Linked DNA regions of Mus musculus: region 2 is linked to region 1. Evidence: chromatin contacts called from public HiChIP or PLAC-seq data. All regions are on one chromosome and are shown on one strand. Each heading gives the region's core, a stretch centred on a gene start, on an enhancer-like site or on the middle of the called end of the contact. The rest is flanking DNA. Distances are from core to core; before and after follow the strand shown. Region 1 overlaps Pkp4 (plakophilin 4). Region 2 overlaps Tanc1 (tetratricopeptide repeat, ankyrin repeat and coiled-coil containing 1).

Region 1 (5,722 bases), core at 1,309-3,808:
CCTGTACCAACCAGGGAATGGACTCTCATCCCCTGCATCTTCTCGTGATCTCTGACTTTCCAGGGAGCTAATTTTACTTGGCATCTGAAAATTGGGCTATATTATAGCATTTCAACTTTAATTCTCTTTCTACAACCTTGAGGTGTTGGCTCACTTTAAGATTCCAGTCAGCCAAGACCACTGTGCTTCTGGGGTCATCAAGTGGCCTTCCTGTTTCTCCTGCTCTCAGCGTCCTTTAGTTGCCCGTAGTTCTTTGTATACAGTTGCAGCCTCCTGAACTTTCCCCGTCCACGTTGGCATTGCCCCTGTTGTTGTCGTCGTCCTTATTCGGATCATGTTCAGACAACCATGATGCTGAGATCATGATGGTGAGGTTACAACTGTTGCTTCTGCCACTAACAGTGGAGGCACACTCACAGCAAGTCCTTGTTGCTCTGGCTCTTAGAATCCTTCTGTCTCTGCTTCCACAGTGATCTTTGTCTCAGGTGTGATAGTCATTAATATGTGTCATACGTGTCATGGCTGGGTAGGATTGATGATTGCTCCCCAGCGATTAGTCTTTAGGGAGGAGGGTCACTTCCAGGCTCAGTGACCTCTGGGCCCTGTGTGTGAATTGCATGGTATTTTCAGTAATTAGGACTTATTTACTTTCCGACTCGTGGGGTGAGGTTGGAGGGCAGCCATGGGTAATAGCAATAGTCTGTACTGTTTTGGATGATGCATGCATAACCCTAACCAACAATTCTAAAGAGGACTGTTGATGCCATGTTGGGTCTTGTTAGATGATCTAAGACAGTGCTTATCAACCTGCAGGTTGTGACTCTTTTGGCTAACCTCTATCTCCAAAAATATTTACATTATAATTCATAACAGTAATAATTATAGTTAAAACAAAGTAGCAAAGAAAATAATTTTGTGGTCAGGGGGTCACCAACAACACGAGGAACTGTATTATTAGGAAGGTTGAGGACCACTTGTCTATGGCTGTTGGAGAGAGCATTGTAGTTAGACTAATGTCTTAGTCAGGGTTTCTGTTCCTGCACAAACATCATGACCAAGAAGCAAGCTGGGAAGGAAAGGCTTTATTCAGCTTACAATTCCATACTGCTGTTCATCACCAAAGGAGGTCAGGACTGGAACTCAAGCAGGTCAGGAAGCAGGAGCTGATGCAGAGGCCATGGAGGGATGTTCCTTACTGGCTTGCTTCCCCTGGCTTGCTCAGCTTGCTCTCTTATAGAACCCAAGACTACCAGCCCAGGGATCACCCACCACCCACACTGGGTCCTCTCCTCTTGATCACTAATTGAGAAAATGCCTTACAGCTGGATCTCATGGAGGCATTTCCTCAACTGAAGCTCCTTTCTCTGTGATAATTCCAGCCTGTGTCAAGTTGAAACACAAAACCAGCCAGTACGTGTTTATTTTTATACTGACTAATGTATATTATAGGTATTTTTAGGTAGTTAGTAGTGTGGTTCCTTAATACAACCTTTCCCGACACTTTCACTTATTTTACTTCATTCGGCACAGTCATTAGCCACGGTGTGCATGCTGGGAATCAAACCCTCTAAGAAGAGCAGCCAGTACTCAACCAATGATCCATCTCTCCAGCCTCTGGCAAATACTGTATTTTCACTTATATGAGATACTTCATGTATTTGGTTTTGTGTAAGAGAGAAAAATGACGAAATGGTGGTTCTCTGTTATTAAGGTGTGGGGAAAATAGAATTCTTTTATAATGAAAATGTAATTTCAATTTGAGAACATAAAGTTCAAGAGATGGTTAATAGTGAGGGTTACAACAATTTCATTCTCATAAACAGTTTATGAAATCACATTAATTATAATCAAACTGAGCCAAATAGCATCTCTGTAAAGATTGGCTTTATTAAATTACCTGATGGAGCACCAAGAGAAATTGTACCGAGGAATCTATTAAATCAGTCCATTGATACGGCCTATATTTTTAAATAAGACATTTATTACTATAATAGATTCCATGCCCTTTATGAAACTTGATTCTTAAGATATTCTTTATAGGTCCAAATTTACAAGTAGTAACATTGGGGTCACTTGTGGTATTAAAGTGCAAATAACTCTTACTGTATTTTATTTATAAGTCTGTAAATTCTGTTGTGTATATTCATTGTAAATGGTACTGTGTGGTGTAAAGATATTCCCATACAAGTATATGTTATACACTGAGCATACACACCCTCCCCCTGCCCTCCTCTTAGTTTCTCTCCTCTCCCTATTAGTCCTCTTGGTTCCCCTACACGATTTCATGCCTTAGGTATGATATGATTTAATGTACCTTCATGAAATCTAGAAATCATAAGAGAGAGAGTATGGTATTTGTCTCCTTGAGACTGACTTAATTTGCTTACTATTTTATTTCCAGATGTACGTATTTTCCTGTAAATGACAGGGCTCTGTTCTTTATGGATAAAAGAACCCTATTGTACTTACACACTACATTTTCATCATCCATTCTTCTGTTTCAATATCAAGGTTCATTCCAACACTTCGCTATTGTGAGTCATGCTGCAGTCAGCATTGATCTGCAAATATCTTTGTGATGAGTCAACTTGATGTCCTTTGGGTCAATCAATACCCATGAGAGGTATTGCTGGGTCATGTGGCAGAACTCGTTTTAGTGCAAGTTTGGTTTGTTTAGTTGGTTGGGCTTTGTTTGTTTTGATTTTGGTTTTTTTTGTTTGTTTTTAGGAACTTCCACACTGATGTCCATAATGGCTGGACTAATTCCATTTGTTATGTGTTTTCTTAATGACTAATTCTAAATGGATGGGATAAAATCTTGATATCTACTAAGGTTGAACATATTTTCATATATTTATTGGCCATTTCCATTCCATCTTCCTAGAACCTATGTTGGTTGATATTCTCATTCTATTTTTTTTAATTTTTATATAGTCTAGGTGTTACTCTTTTGCCAGGTTTATAACTGGCAACAATTTTCCCCTATCCTGTAAACTATCTCTTCACTTAATTAACTATATCCTTTTTATGAACAGACACTAAAATCGTTTCTTTCTTGTCAGTTGATCAACTGATAATCAATTGTCAATTTCCTTCTTGTCAAAGGTTCAGTAAATCCTTCTTGTCAATTATTAGCATTATTCTCTGAACAACTGGAGCCCTTAAATTTCTTGGCGTTAGAACTATGATACAGTGTTTAAGACTATATACTCTTCTAGAAGAGGACCCAAGTTCCCACCATCCACATCCGGAATCTCACAACTAAAGCTCAACCTCCAAAGAGGATCGGAAGCTTCTGGCTTTCATGGGTACCTGCACTCAAGGACACGTATCCATATATATAGATGAAAAAATATATATATATATATATAAAATAAAAAATAATACCAACCTTACAAGTCTTTCCTATGACTATAATTATTTTCCCTACTTTTACTCGAGCAACTTCAGTTTCGAGACTTACACTAAGATCTTTGAAGTTGGTGTTTGTTTAGGATGAGAGTTTGCTTTTTTTTTCCCCAAGGCCTTGAGGTCATTGTCATATATTTGAGATTTTCCTGATTTTTTTAATATACACACTTGTTACTATAAACTTCGCTCTTATAACTGACTTCATTGTTTCACACATTTGGATAACATTGTGATTTCTTTTTCATTTGATGGTAATATTTCTTTTTTTTCCATCTTTATTTCCTTTCTGTTCTGTTTATCATGCAGGATTGTGTTGGTCAATCGCTGTGAGTTTGGTTGTTTTCCGTGGTTTCTCCGGCTTGTGACGTCTTGTTTTATTGCCCTGCAGTCAGATAGCATACACTACACGTTTGCCACTTCTAATTTTGGTTTGGACTCTTGTCTTGACAGATGTTAGAACAGTAATGCCGTTTGTTTCTCAGATCCATTTGTTTGGCGTCCTTTTCCAACCCTTTTACTTTAAGACAGCATCTGTCATTGTCAGTGAAATGCATTTCTTAGAGACAACAAATCAATGCATCCTGTTCCCTTATCCAGTCTGCTACCTGCTGTCTTTGATTGGGCTGGGTTTTGTTGTTTGATTTTTCTTTTCTTTTTCATGTTCAGTATTTTCTTATTCTTCATGCCTAAACTATGGTTCTGGTGTGGTTTATTTCCTGTAGCTTCATGGGTGTATTTATCTATCTCTTCTATCCAAAGAATTTCATTGGATATCCTCCCCTGTGAAACTAGTTTAGTGGTCATGAATTTCCTTATCATGGAAAGTCTTTTCTTTCTCTTATAGTTACTAGTTTTGCGGGATGAGTGGTCTTGTGTGGCATTTGTCTTTCGGAGATGGACATACGCCTTGGCAAGCCCTCTTGGCTTTAGAAGTTAAGGGGCTGGAGAGATAGCTCAATGGTAAAGAGCATTGGCTGTTCTTAAGCAGAGATTTGACTTTAATGTTCTGTTTCTTGTAATTTTTTAGTTAGGATGTATATGGAGGTTTAGCTGTCTTTTTATTTAATTGCCCTTATTCTTTCATTGGGCATGTTTGAAGTATTTCGTCAACCAAGGATTTGAATTGGGTTTCCTCTCACAGACATTAAGCAGTTGACAGTAGCTCCAGACATCTGACATCCTCTTCATATCTCTGCCCCCTACATTCAGGTGCACATACACTCTTCACACAAATACACACACACACACAAATTTAAACTAATTGTTGAGAAATACGTAATTTTTCTCATGGGTCTGACTTTATGTATTTTTTGGTATTTCGCTCTTGCAGATTTCAATATACTTTCTTTGTTCTGTTTACTTAGTATTTTGACTACAGTAAAATGGGTAAAAAGTGGAGGAAAGACTGATTCATATTGGCTTGATACAAGGAAAGGTAAGAAAGAAAAAGTAACCAAACAGTGGAAACAAAAGAGACACAAGTCAAGATGAGACAATCTTAGCAGAAGGTGGATGGAAGGAAAACAGAAAGGGAAGGACTGCAGTCAGGTGACCCAGAAGACAGCAACATTCAGGAGGCTAAGATACAGAATCCACAGGCTAAGCTAGGCTGTGCGCCTTGTGAAAACATATCAAAAACCAATAAAGAAAAAGGGAGTTGTAGGAGAAACACAGACCGGGAGCACAAGACTATAAGTCAACAGAATAAAATAAGGAGGTATCAGATAAGAGCTGGATGGAGACACTGAGTCTGAATGTTGTCTCTTATTGCTGGTGTAAGCTCAAATTTCTCCATGTTCCTCCTCAGTCTCACTTATGCCTGCCACACCCCTGAGCTGCACTGTGCAAGGTCAAGTCACAGATGCCAAGCCTATCAGGTGCTCCTTCAGAAATCATGTCATAGATGCTAGGCATACATTCAGGCATACTTGCTAGCAATCCCTCAGGGGCTGGGATTTCAAATGTTGTTCTAGCTCCAATGGCCAGTTGTAAAGTACCAGCCCATCAGAGGGTAGCCCGTCCATCCTGGATTGGCTCATAGATGCTGGTCACACATCTGGGCCGCCTCCAGGTTGTGAATGCTGCCCTTGTCCATGCACAGTCTTTTCTGATGTTGGATGTGTCATTAGACACTTGCAACTGTTTCCCTCCAGGCTTTGTCTCCAATCAGATTTCTACCTCTCTAAATCTTACGGTTTTGGTTCAAAGTTTTGTCCCTTTAGTCTAGACGCATTCAGCATAAAGACTCCATGGTACCCTGAGATTTCTAGATCATTGAAAATCTGGCACTGCCAAATTACCCACCAGAAGG
Region 2 (5,722 bases), core at 1,374-3,873, 390 kb after region 1:
GGGAGGCCAGGAAGCCAGCCAGACTCTTGCATGGTAAGATAGTATCTTGACCTTGGGTGGGAACGGGAAGCATGGGTCGATTGAGAAGATGAAATCAGTGATTGATTGATAAGTACACAGAAGGAAGAAGGAAGGATCTGTCTAGAGTACTGGTCAAGATCTCTGTGTAAATAATGGTGAGGGGGACACCAGTGTGAAGGAACAGAATAGACCCCTCTCTGGGAGCATGAGGAGTAGAGGGATCTCGGTAGGGAAGTTGGATCTTGGCCATCGAGGATCTAGGTAGAGTTTGGGAGAAGTTGGATGTTGGCCGTAGGCTTTAGAAGCACATTGGAAAAAAGAAGTCAGCGCTGGAACAGAGAGGATGGTTTGGAATTAAGATGCAGCACCTCGAATGAAGTGTTAGTAGTACTTACATGTAAACCTGTGGTTAAAACAGAAATGTAGCATTCACTAAGATTAATAAGACTACCCAAACGTTAAGAATGTGGGACAGGAGAAAGCCTTGCCTTCCCAGGCCCCATTGTACTGTTCAGCTGTTTTCTTTTACATTTGTATTTTTTAAAGAGTTGGAGGAAATACTGTAAAGAGATGATTAATGTTGCACATTATCAGGTGAGCTGGAAACCAAGAGCATAACTTAAAAATAACCTGCGCTGCAGCCTGTGATGCTATTATGCATAATTCTAGGTTACTTCATGCTCTGACAGTAATACCATTCGTGGGGGGGAGGGGTCAGCTTCCACCTTTTACATACATTATTTCAGTCAGAATTAATCATGCCTCCATCTGTGCTCCCGGCAATTAAAATATTTTAAGAATTATAAATGTTAAATGATGCTCTGTAAAATTTGGGAAAGGGGAGAAAGAATACCATTATGTGTTCAAGGCAGCGGCCATGACTTCCTTCCTTCTCGGCCTCTGTGGGTCTTTAGCATAACAGTTGCAGCCAAGTCTGAGTCTGGTGACTTAGGGGCTGTTGTTGCATGTTTCAGAGGGAGTCACAGATTTCCCAGGTGTTGGCTAGTTGATGGCAGGTGTGTGTGTGTGTGTGTGTGTGTGTGTGTGTGTGTGTTAGTGTCTGAGTCTTCACCCCTCCCATGCTTTCTAGTATAGTCAGGTCGCTGTTGGCCTTGTTGCTCATCTCTCTCTGGATGCTTGGGGCCAGCATGGCCTCTTTGTCTTCAGAATCAGGGCACAGAGAAAGAGCTCAGCAGGTACTCTGGAAAGAATAGCTGCTCATCTTAGGCTTTGCAGTGCATTGTAAAGGTAGAGATGGGAGCTATTTTGGGCGGTTTTCAGCCAAGAGGAGATTCAGGAAAACAGGCGCAAGAAGCATTCTTTTGACCTCTAGCCTGGCAGCCTTTGTATCATCCTTGAAATTGGAACCCTCGGTAGGTTTTACTGTGGAAGGGTGACTCAGCAGGAAGAATGAGTGAACCAGGGTTTTGACTTTTTTTTTTTTTTTTTTTTTTTTTGAGAAGCTGAAGCGCTGTCTTGGGTTCTGGAGATGATGAACAGGGGTCATATCCCAGCAACATGTTTGGCAAGTTGTGTGACCTTGAACAGGTCACATGAATGTGGGCCTTACTACCCTAGAGTAGTGTGACCGGTTACTCGGGTATAATGTATTTTGAGCACCTGTTTCCACATCACTATTGTAAGGTCAGATGCTAAGAACTGTGTTAGTTATTTTTCTGTTGCTGTGATAAAACAGCCAGGACCAGTGCAACTTAAGGAAGGAAGAGTATATTTAGGCTTAGGGTTTCAGAAGGATTTAAGGGTTGGTGATGGCAGAGTGGAGGCATGGTAGCTGGAGAAGAATGCTAAGAGCTTCCATCTGCAAACTGAAAGCTCAAGCCAGAGACAGCCACTGGAAAGGGTTTTGGGGCCTAAAGTTTAGACTCAACCTCCTGTAGATGTTGCTTCTATTTCCTCAGATGATGGGATGAGATGAGCTGGGCTGAGCCCAGAGCACTTATTTCTCTTAACTATCTCTAGGCCTAGTCCTGCAAAGCTTCTAGCCTCCATACAATCCAATCTTTCAAGCTGTACAGATGGTTGTGAGCCTTCATGTAGTTGTTGGGAATTGAAATTTAGGACCTCTGCTCACTCTGGTCAACCCTGCTAGCTCTGTTCGGCCTTACTCGCTCAGTCCCTGCTTGCTCCGGCCCAATTTATTTATTATTATACATAAGTACACTGTAGCTGCCTTCCGACACACCAGAAGAAGGTGTCAGATCTCATTACAGTTGGTTGTGAGGCATCATGTGGTTGCTGGGATTTGAACTCAGGACCTTTAGGAAGAGCAGTCAGTGCTTTTACCTGCTGAGCCAGTTCTCCAGCCCCAGGCCGATTGATTCAATCTGGCTTTTCTCTGTTTCTGACTGAATTGCTCTGCTTGGCCTCATACTAACTTAGGCTATATGTTCTACTCTTCTGGCTCATTCTCATTCTCTGGCTTGTTCTATCTTCACCTGTGTCGAGTTTGCTCTTTTTCTGCAATCTGTCTCTGTAAAACTGTCTTGGTAAAACTGCCACACACACCCCACATACTACACTATCCCCCCTCCTCCCCACTCTTAAGTAGCTTCCCTTTCCTGTGCAGTTCTCCGAAGAGTTGGGTATATCCTATCTCTGAGTCATTCTGTCAACTCTTTCTCTGATTCATCACTTTGTCTGCCCCTCGATTAGATGCCACTTTCAAACATGGCTGCTTTCTTCTACAAAGTAACCTTACTTTCATTGTTAGGGATTAAAGGTGTGCACTAAGGGTGTGTCTATACTCCAGCCAGATCATACTGTAATCCAGGGTGTGTCTGCATCCCAGCTGGATCACATAGACCTAGAAGGTTTTAGGATATAATCCCTTGCCAGAGCAGCCATGTTGCTGGATTAAAATCCTCTGTAACCTTCAGTGATATACTTTCTCCAAAAGGCCACACCTTCTAAACCTCCCCAAACAGCATCATCCCTCTGGGGACCATGTGTTCAAATCACGAACCTATAGGGAGCCAACCTCATTGCAACCACAGCAGCTGGAGAGCAGCTCAGGTGGGACCTGGCGTGTGGATAGTGCTCACTGGATGCTGGTGAGAAGAATCATTGATTGAAAAGAATACTCATGTTAGTGAGGCTGGTGGGGACATGAGAACTATCTTCCAATGTTAGGAGGACAACTGGGGACAGATCTGCAGGCAGCCTGTCAGTGTATTTATGCAAGTCATTGGAACGGAAGTTCTGGTTCTAGAAGCTTATGCCAATGAAATAATTGTGCAAGTGCACACATGTATATCACATAGGTGGTTACCACATTATTTATTATCCAGAAAAAAAAAAAAGGACAGGGAAAGTGTTCATTTCAAAAGGAACATGGGGAGAAACCTGTCACAAAAAGGAGCCCAAGGACAAGCATGTCATACGTACGGTATGTTCTACTATCATAGGAACTGAAATATTTTACCAGGAGTATGATGGCTAATCTTGGGGAGAAGGGCCTTCAGTTGAGGAGCTGTCTTGTATTAGATTGGTCTGTGGGGCATTTTCTTGATTGCTAACTGGTGTAGGAGGGTCCAGCCATCCCTGGGTAGGTGGGCTGGGCTTTGTACGAAGTGTATCTAAGCCTGAGCTCGGAGGCTTGAGAGTAAGTAGCGGTCTTCCATGGTCTCCGCTTCAGTTCCTGCCTCTAGCTCCCTGCCTGAGTCTCTCCATGATGAACTCTGTGGGGAAGTGTAAGGAACGGAAGCCCTTTCCTCCCAAGAGTTGTTTTGGTGAGTGTTTTCTCACAGTGGCAGCAACTGAGCTAGACCGAGTAGGCAGCTCTGTGCAGGGGGCAGTGAATGAAAATGAGGACATGCCCACCCCTAGAGGTATGGTTGCGGAGAAGGTTTTTATTGTAGATATGAAGGAGAGTTCAGCCAGAGGCATCTGGAAGAGTCCAGACTGAACCGGGCTGAGAGAGAGAGAGACAGAGAGAGAGAGAGAGAGAGAGGGAGAGAGAGAGAGACAGAGAGACAGAGAGAGACAGAGACATTTAGAGAGACAGAGGCAGAGAGAGAGAGACAGAGAGAGAGAGACAGAGAGAGACAGAGAGACAGACAGAGATAGAGAGAGAGACAGACAGAGGCAGAGAGAGACAGACAGAGAGAGAGACACAGAGACGACAAGAGATGAAGACAGAAGACCACAGAGTCTAGAGGACTAAGTGAGAGAGAAGAACCAAGAGCAGGGGACCAGAAGCACAAAAAGAACCGTGCGAGCGCAGGGCCCAAATGGCAGGGTTTTTTAGGAACCAGAAGCTGGGAGAAGGGAGGCGAAGCTTGCAGGCTGGAGAGGCTTAGGGTAGCAACAGGGTGAAAAGTGCTGAGAGAAACCACGAGTACTGAGCAGCCTGGCGGCAGCCTGTGCATAACTCTATTAAGTAGGCACTACAGTTAGCCATTTGAACTGAGTTTCTCTGGGAGCAGACATGAGGAAGCTCAGTGGACTGACAGGGGCGAGCGAGCGTCTTCTGTGTACTGCTGAGGTGAAGAGGAGCAGCCCACGCTTGCTCCGCGTAGGTGTCCCTCCTATCCACCATTGTCCTTCCTGTGGTTTAGAAGGCCACCATCACCAGGATCTGGAATTCCTAGTATTTACCTTGATTCCTTCAAGAGGGACAGACACACACATTTACCAACTTTTATGGTAGGGTTGTAATTGTTTTATTGCTGCTGTGGAGGTTTGACTAGGAATGCCATAGACTCACGTGGTTGAATGCTTGACCCATAGGAGGTGTGGCCTTGTTGGAGTAGGTGTGTCACTCTACCCTTGCTGGAGGGAGTGTGTCACTGGGGGTAAAGGCAGGCTTTGAAGTCTAAGATGCTCAAGCTAGGCCTAGTGTGGCAGTCGTTTCGGATGAAGATACAGAACTGTAAGCTGCTTCGCCAGCACTGTGTCTGTACCTGCGCGCTGCCATGCTGCCATGCTGCCATGCTGCCATGCTGCCATGCTGCTTTCTGTGATGATAATGGACCTAACCTTGCAACTGTAAGCCAGCCCCAATTAAATGTTTATAAGGGTTGCTGTGGTTAGGCTGTGTTTTTAGCATTGAAACCCTAAGACTATTAATGTTTTTAATCACTTACTATGACTAATTTATAAATTACATTTTATTATAGGTTTTGTGTGTGTGTGTGTATGTGTACAGGTAGACTTTGGTACTGAGGGTTTTTTTTTTTTTAAGATTTATTTATTTATTATATGTAAATACACGTCAGACACTCCAGAAGAGGGCGTTAGATCTTGTAACGGATGGTTGTGAGAGCCACCATGTGGTTGCTGGGATTTGAACTCAGGACCTTTGGAAGAGCAGTCAGTGCTCTTAACTGCTGAGCCATCTCACCAACCTGGTACTGAGATTTTTAGCATTTGTTGGGATATATTCTTTGGACATGGGAGTTAATTTATTTTTTAGAAAATTAATAGTTACAAAACATTTTTTTAAAACAGAATCAGTATAAAATAGCAGTTGACTGTTTTATAACTAAGAGAATTAGACTTGAAGTCTTGGCTAAACGAGGCTGAACCAACCAAAGGCCTTGGCCTGCTGGCTGGGAAACCACCCTCGGAAGCCGGCCCTGCTGATATCTGTCATGCTCAGACGATGAGATGACCAGATCTCTTTTAAAAAACCTTTCTCTCTCCTCATTTTTTGGAGGCTTGAAGTGAATTCAGCATGCCC

The links. HiChIP or PLAC-seq counts read pairs in DNA pulled down with a chosen protein or histone mark.
Region 2: a FOXA1 HiChIP or PLAC-seq map of pancreatic cancer cells shows a contact between it and region 1. The contact joins two enhancer-like sites. A contact is called at or near these places in 1 of 115 datasets of contacts at active chromatin or transcription factors (pancreatic cancer cells) and 1 of 9 other capture datasets (pancreatic islet).

Annotation. Positions count from the first base shown.
Region 1 is chr2:59,246,438-59,252,159 of GRCm38.p6, forward strand. The region is part of intron 2 of Pkp4 (plakophilin 4); the gene reads left to right. Among named protein-coding and RNA genes, the nearest start is that of Pkp4, 88 kb to the left of the region's middle. Within about 2 kb of position 2,559, at least 16 of the 459 cell types and tissues checked have an H3K27ac peak or open chromatin away from gene starts, as enhancers often do. A contact at or near this core is called in pancreatic cancer cells, where this site is marked.
Region 2 is chr2:59,632,823-59,638,544 of GRCm38.p6, forward strand. The region is part of intron 1 of Tanc1 (tetratricopeptide repeat, ankyrin repeat and coiled-coil containing 1); the gene reads left to right. Among named protein-coding and RNA genes, the nearest start is that of Tanc1, 24 kb to the left of the region's middle. Within about 2 kb of position 2,624, at least 27 of the 459 cell types and tissues checked have an H3K27ac peak or open chromatin away from gene starts, as enhancers often do. A contact at or near this core is called in pancreatic cancer cells, where this site is marked.